2 separate regions of the Sus scrofa genome follow, and region 1 is linked to region 2. The links are chromatin contacts, called in public Hi-C maps. All regions are on one chromosome and are shown on one strand. The core of a region is the stretch at or near the end of the contact, and the rest is flanking DNA. Distances in the headings are between cores, read along the strand shown. Region 1 overlaps PAPSS2 (bifunctional 3'-phosphoadenosine 5'-phosphosulfate synthase 2). Region 2 holds the start of PAPSS2 (bifunctional 3'-phosphoadenosine 5'-phosphosulfate synthase 2).

Region 1 (6,320 bases), core at 2,708-5,207, 67 kb before region 2:
GTCACACCACCACTCTCCCTGCCATCTAAGAAATGCTGAGCTCCAACTGCCAACACGTGTTGTACGACAAGATAAGAAATAATTGCGGAAGAGCTTTCTTAGATTTTTTTTTTTTTCTTTTTAGTGCTAATCATGTATATATGGATGTTAGGCCTGAAGAGTGGAAATATCTGAGCTGAACTGAAAGGTCACTGAGTGCAGATAAGATCCCAAACCTAGGAAGTTCCCCTGTGGTGCAGCAAGTTAAGGATTTGGCATTGCCACAGCTGTGCCACAGTGCTCAGATTCGATCCCTGACCCAGGGACTTCCACATGCCATGGGTGCAGACAAAAGAAAAAAAAAAAAAAAAGAAAATCCAAAATTTAATAGGATTATAATCAGAAAAGGAAAACGAAGGCATAATTAAGGCCCAGAACACAATTCCTCAAATAGCTGTTGTCCAGCAATTTCAAGGACTAGTCTGCCAGACTCTTGCAGAGAAAATGTTCAGATGGCTCCGAGCTTATCTGCAGGGTGGATAGTCATGTTCAAGAAATGAACAGCTGCTCTGCACCCACTGACCTCTTGTGTTCCACAATGGGCCTTGAAAAAGCCCTCCCTACCTTGCAACATTTCACAACCAAAAACAAAACAAAACAAAACGGTATATTTGCCTGACAGATTTGGACAGGTTTATTCAAACACCCATTGTGTACAGTCACAGGGCTGGAAGAGATCTCGAAATTATTTTGCATCAGGCCCCCTCCTTTTATAAATGAAGAAACAAGGACCAGAGGGGACGTGCCTTGTCACAGAGGCTTTTTAGAGGCTCAAATAGCTCTCTATTCCTCTGAACTTTCTGAAACTTAGTTACTCCAGCTAGGGAACTTGACAGTCAAATCACTAGTACACGTCTTTTTTTTAATTATTATTTCAACCCCAGTGGTCTGTTCTCAGATGAGAGATGGCTTTTGCATTCAGTTTTATATATTTTTACATATTTTCCTTTATGGGAAATTCCACTCCCTGCAATCCCACCCCACCAATTAGACAATTAGAAGCTGCAAAGGCATCTGAGGCGGTTTAGTCTATTGTCTTCAGGCCAGACAGACTCCAAAATAATCCTAATCAGATGGACACATCGTTCAATCTTAAAAATATCCACTGATGAAAATGTGGTATTTTCCCTCTGGAAATGCTGCCTATCTGTGTTTTTTGTTTACTAAAAGAATATTGCTGATTTCCACCTCCCTCCTCCACAATGGCCATCTCTTTCTAGAGGTTAGCTGGATCTGCTCCGTATGCAAAAGTGGACTTCCCTTGTGAATTTCAAGATGGACAGGGCTGTGAGCTCTGGCTGTGGTTTTGTGCATAGCACAGCAATGATCCTGGTCCTCTGCTCATGATGCTAGACTACATTATCTCCCTGGTCCAAAGTTTCCCATTTCACTGAGGGAGACAGCCATCCCAGGCTCCTAGGACTCAAGAGACCATTTAGACCAGCCCTCAAACAAAGTCATCTCTTTGCCTGATCTAAAAAGATGTCCCCAGGCAAAGCTTGCAAAACTCCCCTTAGACATGCATTCTTCCATCTAACCCCATTTTTCTAAGTTCTTCTTGAAGGAATTAAAAAAAAAATTTTTTTAAGTTTTACTGGAGGATAGTGGACTTACAATGTTGTATTAGTTTCAGGTGTACAGCAGAGAGAATCCATTATACATATACATCCATTCTTTTCCCCATATAGGTTACCACAGAGTATTGAGTAGACTTCCTTGTGCTACAGAGTAGGTCCTTGTTAGCTACTTATTTTTATACAGTAGTGTGTGTGTTAATCCCAATCTCCTAATTTATCCCTCCCCCACCATGGTTCCCCCCTTTGGCAACCCTAAATTTGATTTCAAAATCTGTGAGTTTGTTTCTGTTTTATAAATAACTAAAAAGAATTATTTTAATCCTAACTTGAAAGAGAGCCCTTCCAAAGGTTTGGCCACTTACTTTGATATAGGGGTGTTTTGCACACGTCGTGCCCCACACGTGAGAACAACGCTCCTCTTTTCTATGTTCGTAGAATTCAGGGTCTCGTAAGATCGCCACCCTCTGTCCTTCGTGTGTCAGGACAAACTCACTGTACCCTTCCAGCCGCGTCTTATCGTCCGTGGAGACAGGCAATACGATGGGGATGCTCATGTTGATCACTCCATCTGTGGAAAGAGCCACGTGGTACATGGATACGGGATCCGAGATGTGCTGTCGTGTAAGGAGGACTCAACTGTGCCCAGTGTCCCTTCCACACAACTGCCTGCAAAAGGTGTCAAGACCTAAGACTCATATGGTTGTGCTCACTGTACCAGCTTCTCTAGAGTCTGTGATGAGTCCTTGACAAGTTTCTCAAAGCAGGAGATAGACCATTTGTGAAAGGAGGGCCGAGTTTCAAATTGTGGAGGTGGCTTCAGTAACTGATTTGGAAGACCATAGGGGATGTCTTCCTTCCAAGTTCCCCCTTTTTAAAATTCAGTCCCATCCTCAACACACTTTTAAAATCCAATTAAACAAAATAAAGGTTGGCAAAGCCCACGATTCAACCACCTCGTGGAGAGCAAGCCTAATACAGGGTCCCCCTTTGGCTGACACACTGATGAGGAACCCACAGATAAAGCAGAGAGTGGGCTGTGGGACAGGAGCATCCGCAGGTTTTGGCATCCACCTTGGGTCCTGGAACCAACCTCCCATGGATTCAGACTATGAGCCAGGTAATGTAAAAGAACTTACCCAGCTCTTCCCCCTTTTTGTAATAGTGCCCCAACATTCTAACAAATATGTCAGGTTTCATTTGTACTCAAAACGAGAAAATGAAGCACAGAATTAAATACGTAACACTAAAGAATATGAGGGAGATTGGCGGGGTCGGGGGAGGGAGGTCCCAAGTTCAAGACTAGGAAGGGAATAAAAGGAAGATGAGTAAAGAAAACATTGAACTTGTTACCGAGTTCAAGTTCTTACTGCTCACTGCACCACAGGCCAACAAATCAAGAAAAGAGTTGCTGGGGCAAGGAATAGTGACTTATTGGGAAAGCCAGCAGACTGGGAAGATGGCAGACTCATGTCCCAAAGAAACATCTTCTCTGAATTCAGGCTTCTTTTATACTAAAAGGGGAGGGGATAAAAATCAAATATTTCCTGCTTCTGGTCAGACCCTGGAGGGAATGTGTTCATTTCTTTTGCCTGCAGCCATTCACAGGTGCACCTACTCTGCGTGTTTCCTGTGAGCTAAACAAAGGTATTTTAGCTTAAAGCTCATTACCAGGGAAGCAGGGTTCCCAGAGATGGGCTATTATGTATAATTTAAGCTTATAGGCAACATCCCTTTAGTTATTAACTTGTCCTGGTCAAGATGTTTTCTGTGAGCTAAACAAAGTATTTTACCTTAACACTCATTACATGGGAGGCAGAGTTCCCAGAGATGGGCAATTATGTATAATTTAGGCTTATAGGCAACACCTTTTTGATGATTAATTTGTAGCAAAGGCAATAGTATACAAAGGTTAAAGACACAGATCCAATATGGAATCAGATTTAGTTTTCCCTAATAGAAACTCAGGAGTTCAAAACAGGAAACAAATGCTGTTATTTATGAATTGGAGGAAATGTACCATAGATTAATGAAGTCTTTTAAATCTAACTTGCAAAATTCAACATTTAGACCACCTCTGATAGAGTTAAAGATTAGAGATCTAAGTTCCATTCCCTTGAGGCATAACCCTCTCCCTGATAGTTAGAAAACAAAAGTCTAGAGGCATATCACTTTGCAGATTTAAAATATTCTCCAAAAGTTAATAGGACGTAAAGAATGTCACAGGATATAAATGGCAACTTCTGGCAATAAAGAAATCCTATTCGTCATAAACTCCTGCATCCTGCTCTGGGAGCCTTCTAAACCACAAGGAAGATATTGCACACAGAGAGTAATGAGTTTCATCACTCAATTACCTCCTTTGTTTCAAAGTTCATAGGCAGTACGAGTAGTTCAAGCAAGCCCTGCGCAGAGAGCACTAAACACAGCCAAGCCATTTCCCATTTACTACCTGTGTCACTCACACTCTGCGCTCAATTTTTCCACTTGGAAAACAGGATCATAAATAAAATGTGTATCCCTGGCTTGCTGGGAGGAGGCATAATGTAAAGCAGTATATCAGCAGAAGTTTATGATGAAAGATGATCAAACTCACCACATACTCTAGTTGTTACAAAGGGAGGGAGGCTAACAAAGAATAACACCTTCAAGGATGCTGGTGCTTTAATTAGAAGTTTTACTTTCTGTGGATTGTGGATTGCAGATCACACTGCTTAACAAGAGTGCCTTGACCAAAGTAAAGTAAAACAAGACGCAAAGCAAAAGGTGGGTGGGATGCTGGAGGAAGCACGGCTCTGCCTGCAACATGCCTGCAGTGCTGTCTTCCCTCAATTATTCTGGGTTGAAATCCAAAGAATGCTCACTTTCCTGTTGCCATTACCTCCTTTGGCCTGCTAGGTTCCAGCCCAATGTAGCCTCTGATCCATCTCCATCTTGGCCTTGAGTGAAAATCCCAGCCAAGGAAATGCATGCCCTGACAGGTTGTTGAGACAGCCCCTCTGTGGGATGCTGTGGGATGCTGTGGCAGGGAGTTCTGCCAAGTAATGATGCCAGCTGATCCCATATACCTGTACCTACAACTCCACACAGGCATAAGCAGATTTACTGGGATTTCCCTATCATCTTAATCAGCTTTTCTAATACATAACTTATCCTCCAATTTAACCCTGTCTGAAATATCCTTCATGGTTTTAAATATTGACTTGGGCTTTCAGCCTTTTTCCATCCTGTGCTTCAGCTCTGGTTTGAACCATCCTGATGATTTTACTGCAGTATATCTCACTTTGGAAGAGTATCCTGGGTTTTTTAGCCACAGTTGGTCCAATATTTAACTTCATTTTTAACTGAATGATTTCGCTTTTGCTTTAAATAATTTTCAGGCCTGTTGTTTTAATCTTGTAGATCTGCTTATCATTTGTTTGGGACGGTTTCTAGGCAAAAACTTAAATTTGCTATTGCTTAACTAGTCTTTTTCGAGGAAGAACAACAGGGAGGAAAACAATACTCAAGAGAAATGAGGTCTTCAGAATTTTACCTTTTCACTCTGGTACAGTGCAGAAGTTTACAGTTGAAGCTGGTATGTGTTTATTCCTAGTTTTATAACTATCAATAATCATAGCTTGAAATTAAATTCATGCACAATCATACATCACAAACAAATGAAGTACAAGCATCCACAATCCAACCAGGTGCATCCACTTTAAACTGCATCTAGAATTGATTTATCCTTCATCAATTAAAAATGCTTTATAAATGCCTTGGAAGAAAACTTTCCAGATTTATGAAACTAAATGAGGACCAACACTCAGTAGAAGTAATTAGCAGAGAGGATCATACATTTAAAAAAATCTCGGGAACAAAATGTGCCACAAAAATTTAGAAGCAAGTTTACTTTTGTCAGCCAAATACAACATTATAAACAACGGCTGCATCTGATCCAGAAATTTCCTGTTTCTTGGACTCCTATCAACAGAAGAACGTAGCATTATTCTATAATAACTGGTTGGATCATGAATTGTTAGCAATTCCAACTGGTTCATTTAGATTTTTTTTTTTTTTTTAGTTATGGCCATACCATTTCTAATTAATTTAACATATCCAATTATAATAATTTAACTATTTGGAAAGTTGAAGTACATACCAGGAAGGAACATGCCTGGAGAAATACAAACACAATTAAGAAACATGTTGTTTTCAGCTCTCCACCAAAATAATTATAAAGCAACTACATTAAGGAACAAATTCTGATCATGAAGCTTCATATATATAACATACAAATTTACTAAGATCTTTGCTACAGCTATTTCTAAAAATAGAGAATATATGATGGCAAAAAGCTGGTGAAACCAGAAGTTGTATTGAATGTTGTTCAATACAATCCAAAAGCATTATTTAAATGATTATCTGTTTTTAAATAATTATATCATATGTCAATAGCCCCTCCACCTTCAGCAAGAAGTTGTCTCTTAGGAGTTCCCATTGTGGCTCAGCAGGTTAAGAATCTAACTGGTATTCATGAGGATGTAGGTTCAATCCCTGGCCTTGCTCATTGGGTTAAAGGATCCGGCATTGCCATCAGCTGTGATATAGATCACAGATGCAGTTCAGATCTGGCCTTGCTGTGGCTGTGGCATAGACTGGCAGCTGTAGCTCCAATTCAACCCCTAGCCTGGAAACAAAAAAAGGAAAAAAAAGTTTGACAACCAC
Region 2 (6,382 bases), core at 114-2,613:
GATTGACCACCTACTATGTGCTAAGTACAAGTCGAACTGTTTGAGAGAGGTCAGCCCATTTAGTGACCACTATAATCATCTAAGGCTTGCAGTGTGGTAGTTAAAGATGAGTGTTCAGCAGTCAGACTCCCGGCTGGGATATAAACAAGGCTTGTGGACCACCCTGGTGTGACCTAGATGCTGTCTACAAGGCTCCTTCCACTTCTTAAGGGTCTATGGTCACTGCTGCCATCTTTAAAGATGCAAAATTATAGGAGCCCCTATCGCTAAGTGGGAAAGGAACTTTTCAATAATTCCTCTATTTCCCATTAAGGCGATGCCCAGATTAATGATGGATAAAACTAAGCCTCCTCAAAACAGTCCCCTCATATCACTCCACCAAGCTGAGGAGAGCCCCCACCCATGACTGAACTTGAGATGCCACCGGATCCCAACAGGGAGCTGAATTAAGCTAGTACCCTGCCAGTGTAGAAATGCAATTTCCTCCCTTTCGTCTAGAGAGTTGTGTTTCCTCTATGAAAGTCTGTCATTGATGTCCACCCCAAGGAAGTTCCATGGACCAAATCCTAATGACTATCGCTGACGTGTGCCCAGCGACCTAGCAGGACAGGAGTTCGGTCAGCCTACCACCCGCTGGACACGCGCGGAGCTGGAAAAGGCGGGTCTGAAAAAGCTCTTAGGGGAAGAAAGGAAATTTCCTCTCTGGTCCTCTCTCTTGATGGAGACCCACGTTGCCACCTCCGGAGGTCCATCCCGGCCGTGACGACCCCAAGGGGCGCAGGGCGGAGAGGGAGTGCCCGGCGAGGGCTGCCCCGGGAATCCCAGCCTCTCCTCGCCCTCCTGCTTCCCTCCTCCTCCTCCCGGCGCTCCAGCCTCTGCGCCCTGGCTGCTCGCCTCCTCCCGAAGAGGATGGGATCCGAGCGTCCCCGGGGTCGGGGGTCGGCGCCGGCGATCGGAGGGGAGGAGGAAGGCAGGCGACTCGAAGCCTACCGTCTTCTGTTTCTTGACCCCGGACATGCTGGCTGGCTGCGGCGGTGCCCGGCGCGCTGGAACTCGGAGCCCAGCTCCTGGGAGCGTAGACGCTAGGACGCTCGGTGGCGGCGGCAGCGGTGTAGGCAGCAGCTGCTGCCGGACTCCCGGGAAGGAGGTATAAAAAGGCTCCACAGACACGTCGCACTTCCCTTGACCGGCCCCCTCCTCCTACTCCTCCTCCTGCCGCGTTCCTCTCCGCCCCGTCTGCTCCGCCAGCAGCGCCCGGCCCAGGGGACCCGGCCGCCGCCTGGGCGGGGTCCTGGGCCCGGCCCCCAACTCGCGGGAGCGGATCCGCCAGCCCGTGTCAAAGACTGGACCTTGCAGCCGAGAGGGACGGAGCGACACGCCCCGCGCTCAGCTGGATGTCAAATTCGCCCTCCCCCTTCCCACTCCCGGCGGCTGCCAGAGCGTCCCCCACCTCCCACCCCACCCCCACGCATCTCCAAGGAGGGTTTCCTGCCTCTGCGACCTGCCTGAATCCGCCTGGTTTGTAGGCAAGGTCCTCAGTGGGCACCGATGCCCAGCTTGTTTTCATCTGCCGTAATAACAGCAGCAGATAACATTTTTGGTTCTCACTCTGCTCTCCACTGACCTCTGCCTTAAGCCTTCTGTGCCCGCGCTACAGGCATTGAGTCTTACTTTCTCCCAGGAAGTGGTTGAGGCTTTCAGACTTCCTCATGGTCATGTTCCAAGAAAGGGGACTGAAACCCAGGCTGTCAGCCTCCTTCTACCCCCGCGTCATCATCTATGACAACGATGAAATGGTGAGGCGCAGCTGTGGGACTAAGGGGTTCACATGCATTCATTCCTTTGGAACTCACAGTATTTTCTTCATGTTGCAAATGGGCCAGCTGAGGCACTGCTCCTACTCACAAAGTTGAGTAAGCAAGGCCAGCCTCGGAAATGGGCAGTGGTAGCCCAGGGACTTATTTTAGTCCAGCCCCCAAAGCATTCCCTTAGGACAGCTGTGTGTTTGGCAACCCGGATGGGCCCTGAGGTGAAAAAGTAAGAGGCTCAAATTGATAAGGCTTATGGCCTATACCTTAGGGCTCCAAGTTAAGGGCAACTCTCTTAACTCAAATGTCTGGGAGAAGCAGAAGTTCAGAAGGAGAAGCTATGGTTAGTGACAAGTACCTTGAGAGCAGTCATAAGGCCTCACACCCGCCTCTGTACCTTAACTCTTTGCACAATGTCACAAACAGATCAATAGACAGTAAAGGGCAAAAGAACCAAGAAGAATGCCCAAAGGCCATAGTGCCCATTACAACTTTGCTTTTCCTTCTTCGAAAAGACTGGAGAAGTGTTATCTTAAGGAGACAGGGGTTGGAACTTCTCTTTCGCACCTAATTTTATTTTTGGAAGACTGCCAGCTTTCAGACAGACACTGAAGATCTAAGCATTCATTCATTGACTACCTTTCTCCATGGGAAGGTGGAAAAGAAAAATAAATTAGGAATCAAAAACTTAAAAGGCTGCCTACATGTTGGTCCAGTTTTGAAATATCAGTATATTTATTTTCTTACTCATTTGGAATAAGCTGCCACCACTCCCTTCAACTGTGAGCAGCTAGAGGGCAAATGCTGGGTTTGAGTTTCTGTTCTGCACACAAACTAGCACACTTTGAATTTATGGAATTTAAATAGTAACATCCCATTCTAATTTTATTAGGAAAATCCTTTGGTATCTGTTCCAACAATATTTGAACTCTGCCAGATCCTGCCCTACGAGAAAAGGTAAATTAAGTATGGGTGGAGATAGAGGAATTGATGTATGTATGTGTTTCCTATTGCTTCTTTAAAAGCTGTGTTCTTGCAACAGAAGGAAGTTAAGGGAAAATCTGTCATGGCAACTTCCTGGAAAAGAAATGTATAATTGTTCAGACCTTGGAGGAAGTTTTGAGGTCATTTGTCCAGTTTCCTTACAGGTGGGCAATGTAAAACTGGTGCTGAGAGAGGGGAGGTAAGCTAACCCTAGTCAGTAGTTAGGGGCAGTTTTGAGTTAAACCCAGGTCACTGGGCTCCCCATATACAGTGATTCACTCAGCCTCTAGGTCAACTATTTCAAGACCCCTATGATAACTGTAAATTGGGCAGTTTGTACTCTTTTGGATTTAATTAATTTTCAAATAGTACTTTGGAACAGATATTCTTTTATTATTTCCAAAGACTTGGGAAATAGGTGACCTTAGCTCCCTTGGATCCAGGCTGCATTGTTTCAGATCCTGTACCTTCACAGATCATCAGTTTAGTTGGAGTTCAGCATGGCCACTCACTGAAAAGTTAAATAATCATTCTTTTTTATTTTCCCAGGGTCTTTCTTTTAAAAATGATATTTGGAATTCTTTTTCATCTCACTATTCTCTCACTCCTAGAATAAGGCATTGCTTCTGGAAAGGTATGAGAAACTATCAGCTTAATTCTTTTTTTTTTTTTTTTTGGCAGCACCCAAGGCATGCTGAAGTTCCTGGGCCAGGGCTCCAACCCATGACACAGCAGTGACTACACCAGACTCTTAACCCACTAGACCACCAGGGAACTCCACTAGCAGTTTGATTTTTGGAGTCTATGATTCCAACACATCAGAACTGAGATAAAACTCATTTGGGGGAAGGAAGGAAAGGCTGAGATCTGTTCAGTCATCTGGACATACTCTCCATAACTTTCTCAGTAGAGTTTCCTCCTAGATTCTGCTTGTAAAACTGTGTTGCCTGCATTGTACCAATTTACAGTCCTTGATACTATTCAAAACATTTGCATGAGGGTTTGGGAATTTTTGAAATTTTCTTCCTATTTTCTTTTGTTTACTTTCTTCAAGGCATTGATTGGCTTTAATAATGAACTTAATGAGGGTGGTGATTACTACTTGGTCTTTTCATTGTTTAGAAAAAAAATGGAGTCAACTCCCCCAAATAAACAAGAGAAATACATGTACAAAGAATGACAGTGTTGGTGAGATGTTCACGACACAGGTTGTCCAATACATCTTAGAAAGCTCATCACATTTTGGGGGATCTAGTTTGGAGGTGTAGTCCCTGGATTGGCCATTCCAAAGGAATGCAGCTACACTGCCCCCTAGTGGCTGTAATGCACAGAGACCTAATTGTTGAAATCCCCTGTGCAAAAATAAGTGCAGCAGTTCATAGAGGTCAAGAAACCCTTAGAGAAAGTCCTCTAGGATTTAAATATTCTTCCCATTCCCAAGCACAGATACTACCAAGATGAGCAAGACATGGTCCCTGTCTTCAGGAAACTCCCAGTCTAGTGAAGACAGTCTTTGCCTACCAACCCTACTACAATCAACAGGTAAAAATGAAACTTGCATACCTTAGACTTTTTTTTTAACTTAAAACGCATGCACTTCACTAATCTTTGATGTAGGGCTAAAGGTTTATACTGTGGTATGAGTATGCTGATGGGAGTTCCAAAAAACACTTTCATAAGGCATCTTCAAAAATTTCCAGTTTGGTGAGTTCTCATTGTGGCTCAGCAGGTTATGAACCAGACTAGCGTCCATGAGGATGTGGGTTTGATCCCTGCCCTCGCTCAGTAGGCTAAGGATCTGGCACTGCCATGAGCTGTGGTGTTGGTTGAAGACCTGGCTGGGAACCCATGTTGCTGTGGCTATGGCACTGGCCGACTGCTGCAGCTCCAATTCAACCCCTAGCCTGGGAACTTCCATATGCCACAGATGCAGCCCTAAAAAGGAAAAAAGAAAAAAAAATTCCACTTTGAGATTTTATAAAGTGGAGTTAAAAATTAAGGTCACTTAATCTGAAAGGAGATTCCTTCACAATTTCAACGTACCCCTCCCCCATCTTTATCTTGCCTACACTTAATTCAGTAGAACACATTTACACATTTTTAACAGCTTAACTTTCCAAAGCATCCATCTGTTCTCATAGTAAACACAGCTTTTTTTTTTTCTCCATTCATATGCTATTCACTTAAGTCACATCCAAATAAATTACTTAATTACACCAACAGGTACGATTGGCATAAATAGGCTTGGGAACAAACACAATAGATCTCAGTAAGCATCCAGCTTAGTGTGTAGGGGCACAAGTGTGTGGGCATTCCAGTGTGTCCTACTGTCAAAGTTTGCTGTGGGCATTGCTCATTATCTTTTCCAGAAGAAATGGAGATCAAGGATTAAACTGGACAGTTAGTTAAAAGGAAGGGTATTATGTGAGCACAGAGGACGGACATCCATTTCAACTTTGAAAAGAGGGAGAATGGAGCGAGACGTCAGATATTTTCTTGGGGGAAATGATGTATAAATTGAGACTTGAAAGAAGGGTAGGGTTTTGCCAGCCTTCCCCTCCTCAAAGTGGGGGTATGTGTAAATTCGAAAATTTACAGGCAGAGAGCCGCATGAAATAACATGGTACATTCAGAAAATTATAAGTATCTGTATTGCTGAGTTTAGGAGATAAAATAGAAGAGTGAGGGGAGGCTGAAGGCTGTAATAGAGGACGCGCCACATACAATCAGGCAGCAACGTGATCTTGCATGTTCTTTATGCTCATCAGAGTGCCTTAGCCATGTGGCTGGCCTTGCATTTATTCATAAGTCAGTGGACAAGGATGAGAAGTCACACTGTCACACTGTTCTGAGGTGTCCATGGTCTGGTGAAAGAGATGGATATGTATACAAATAATTCCAAGTGATTATAAGTGCCAGAACAAAGGAACATTCAAAGTAATAGGAAAGTTGCACACACACACACACATACACACACACGTGATGACTGCTAGACTCTGAAGAGATTCCAATAGGTAGTGATAACTTAACCTGCAGCTGCATTTCAAAGATAAAAGAAAGCTAGATAGGAGGGTGATCTGTCACCCTGCTGATGGCCCATACTGATGGGCTGATGTTCCCAGGTGCAGGAAGCATTCACCTCCTACCCCACCATACCCTGTGCCACCTTCTTCAAGTGCCCCAGCCTGTCACTAAACACCCAGGTAGGGCAGAGAAAAGCTGCTCACAGCCAAACTGCACAACTCTGATCGGATCACCAAAAGGCTGCCCTCAGGACTTAGGAGGTCAGAGGGAAAGCCCACACCTGCAGTCAGAAGTAACACTCTCCTGCCATTTCTTGAGTAGAATCAAGCACATAGTTTTTTCGTCTATTCTTTGCATTAGTTTAAAAAGAAGCTCCTGGCTGTTCCCATCATGGCGCAGTGGAAACGAATCCAACTAGGAACCATGAGGTTTTGAGTTCAATCCCTGGCTGGGCTCAGTGGGTTAAGGATCCAGTGAGCTATGGTATAGGTTGCAGACGTAGCTTGGATCCCATGTTGCTGTGGCTGTGGCGTAGGCCAGCAGCTATAGCTACGATTCGTTCCCTA

The links. A called contact is a pair of places that touch in the nucleus more often than the background predicts.
Region 1: a contact with region 2 is called in a Hi-C map of omental adipose tissue, with 2.1 times the contacts expected there. The contact joins the enhancer-like site here to the promoter of PAPSS2 in region 2. A contact is called at or near these places in 1 of 5 promoter capture datasets (liver), 21 of 47 Hi-C or Micro-C datasets (adipocytes, alveolar macrophages, blood and 12 more) and 1 of 2 datasets of contacts at active chromatin or transcription factors (alveolar macrophages).

The regions. Positions count from the first base shown.
Region 1 is chr14:99,782,533-99,788,852 of Sscrofa11.1, reverse strand. PAPSS2 (bifunctional 3'-phosphoadenosine 5'-phosphosulfate synthase 2) reads right to left here. Exons shown (of 13, transcript XM_021073102.1): 8 at 5,755-5,769; 9 at 1,979-2,184. Among named protein-coding and RNA genes, the nearest start is that of PAPSS2, 67 kb to the right of the region's middle. Within about 2 kb of position 3,957, at least 5 of the 83 cell types and tissues checked have an H3K27ac peak or open chromatin away from gene starts, as enhancers often do. A contact at or near this core is called in alveolar macrophages, embryonic fibroblasts and omental adipose tissue, where this site is marked.
Region 2 is chr14:99,713,280-99,719,661 of Sscrofa11.1, reverse strand. It overlaps PAPSS2 (bifunctional 3'-phosphoadenosine 5'-phosphosulfate synthase 2), which reads right to left and starts at 1,363. Exons shown (of 13, transcript XM_021073102.1): 1 at 991-1,363. The coding sequence starts at 1,017.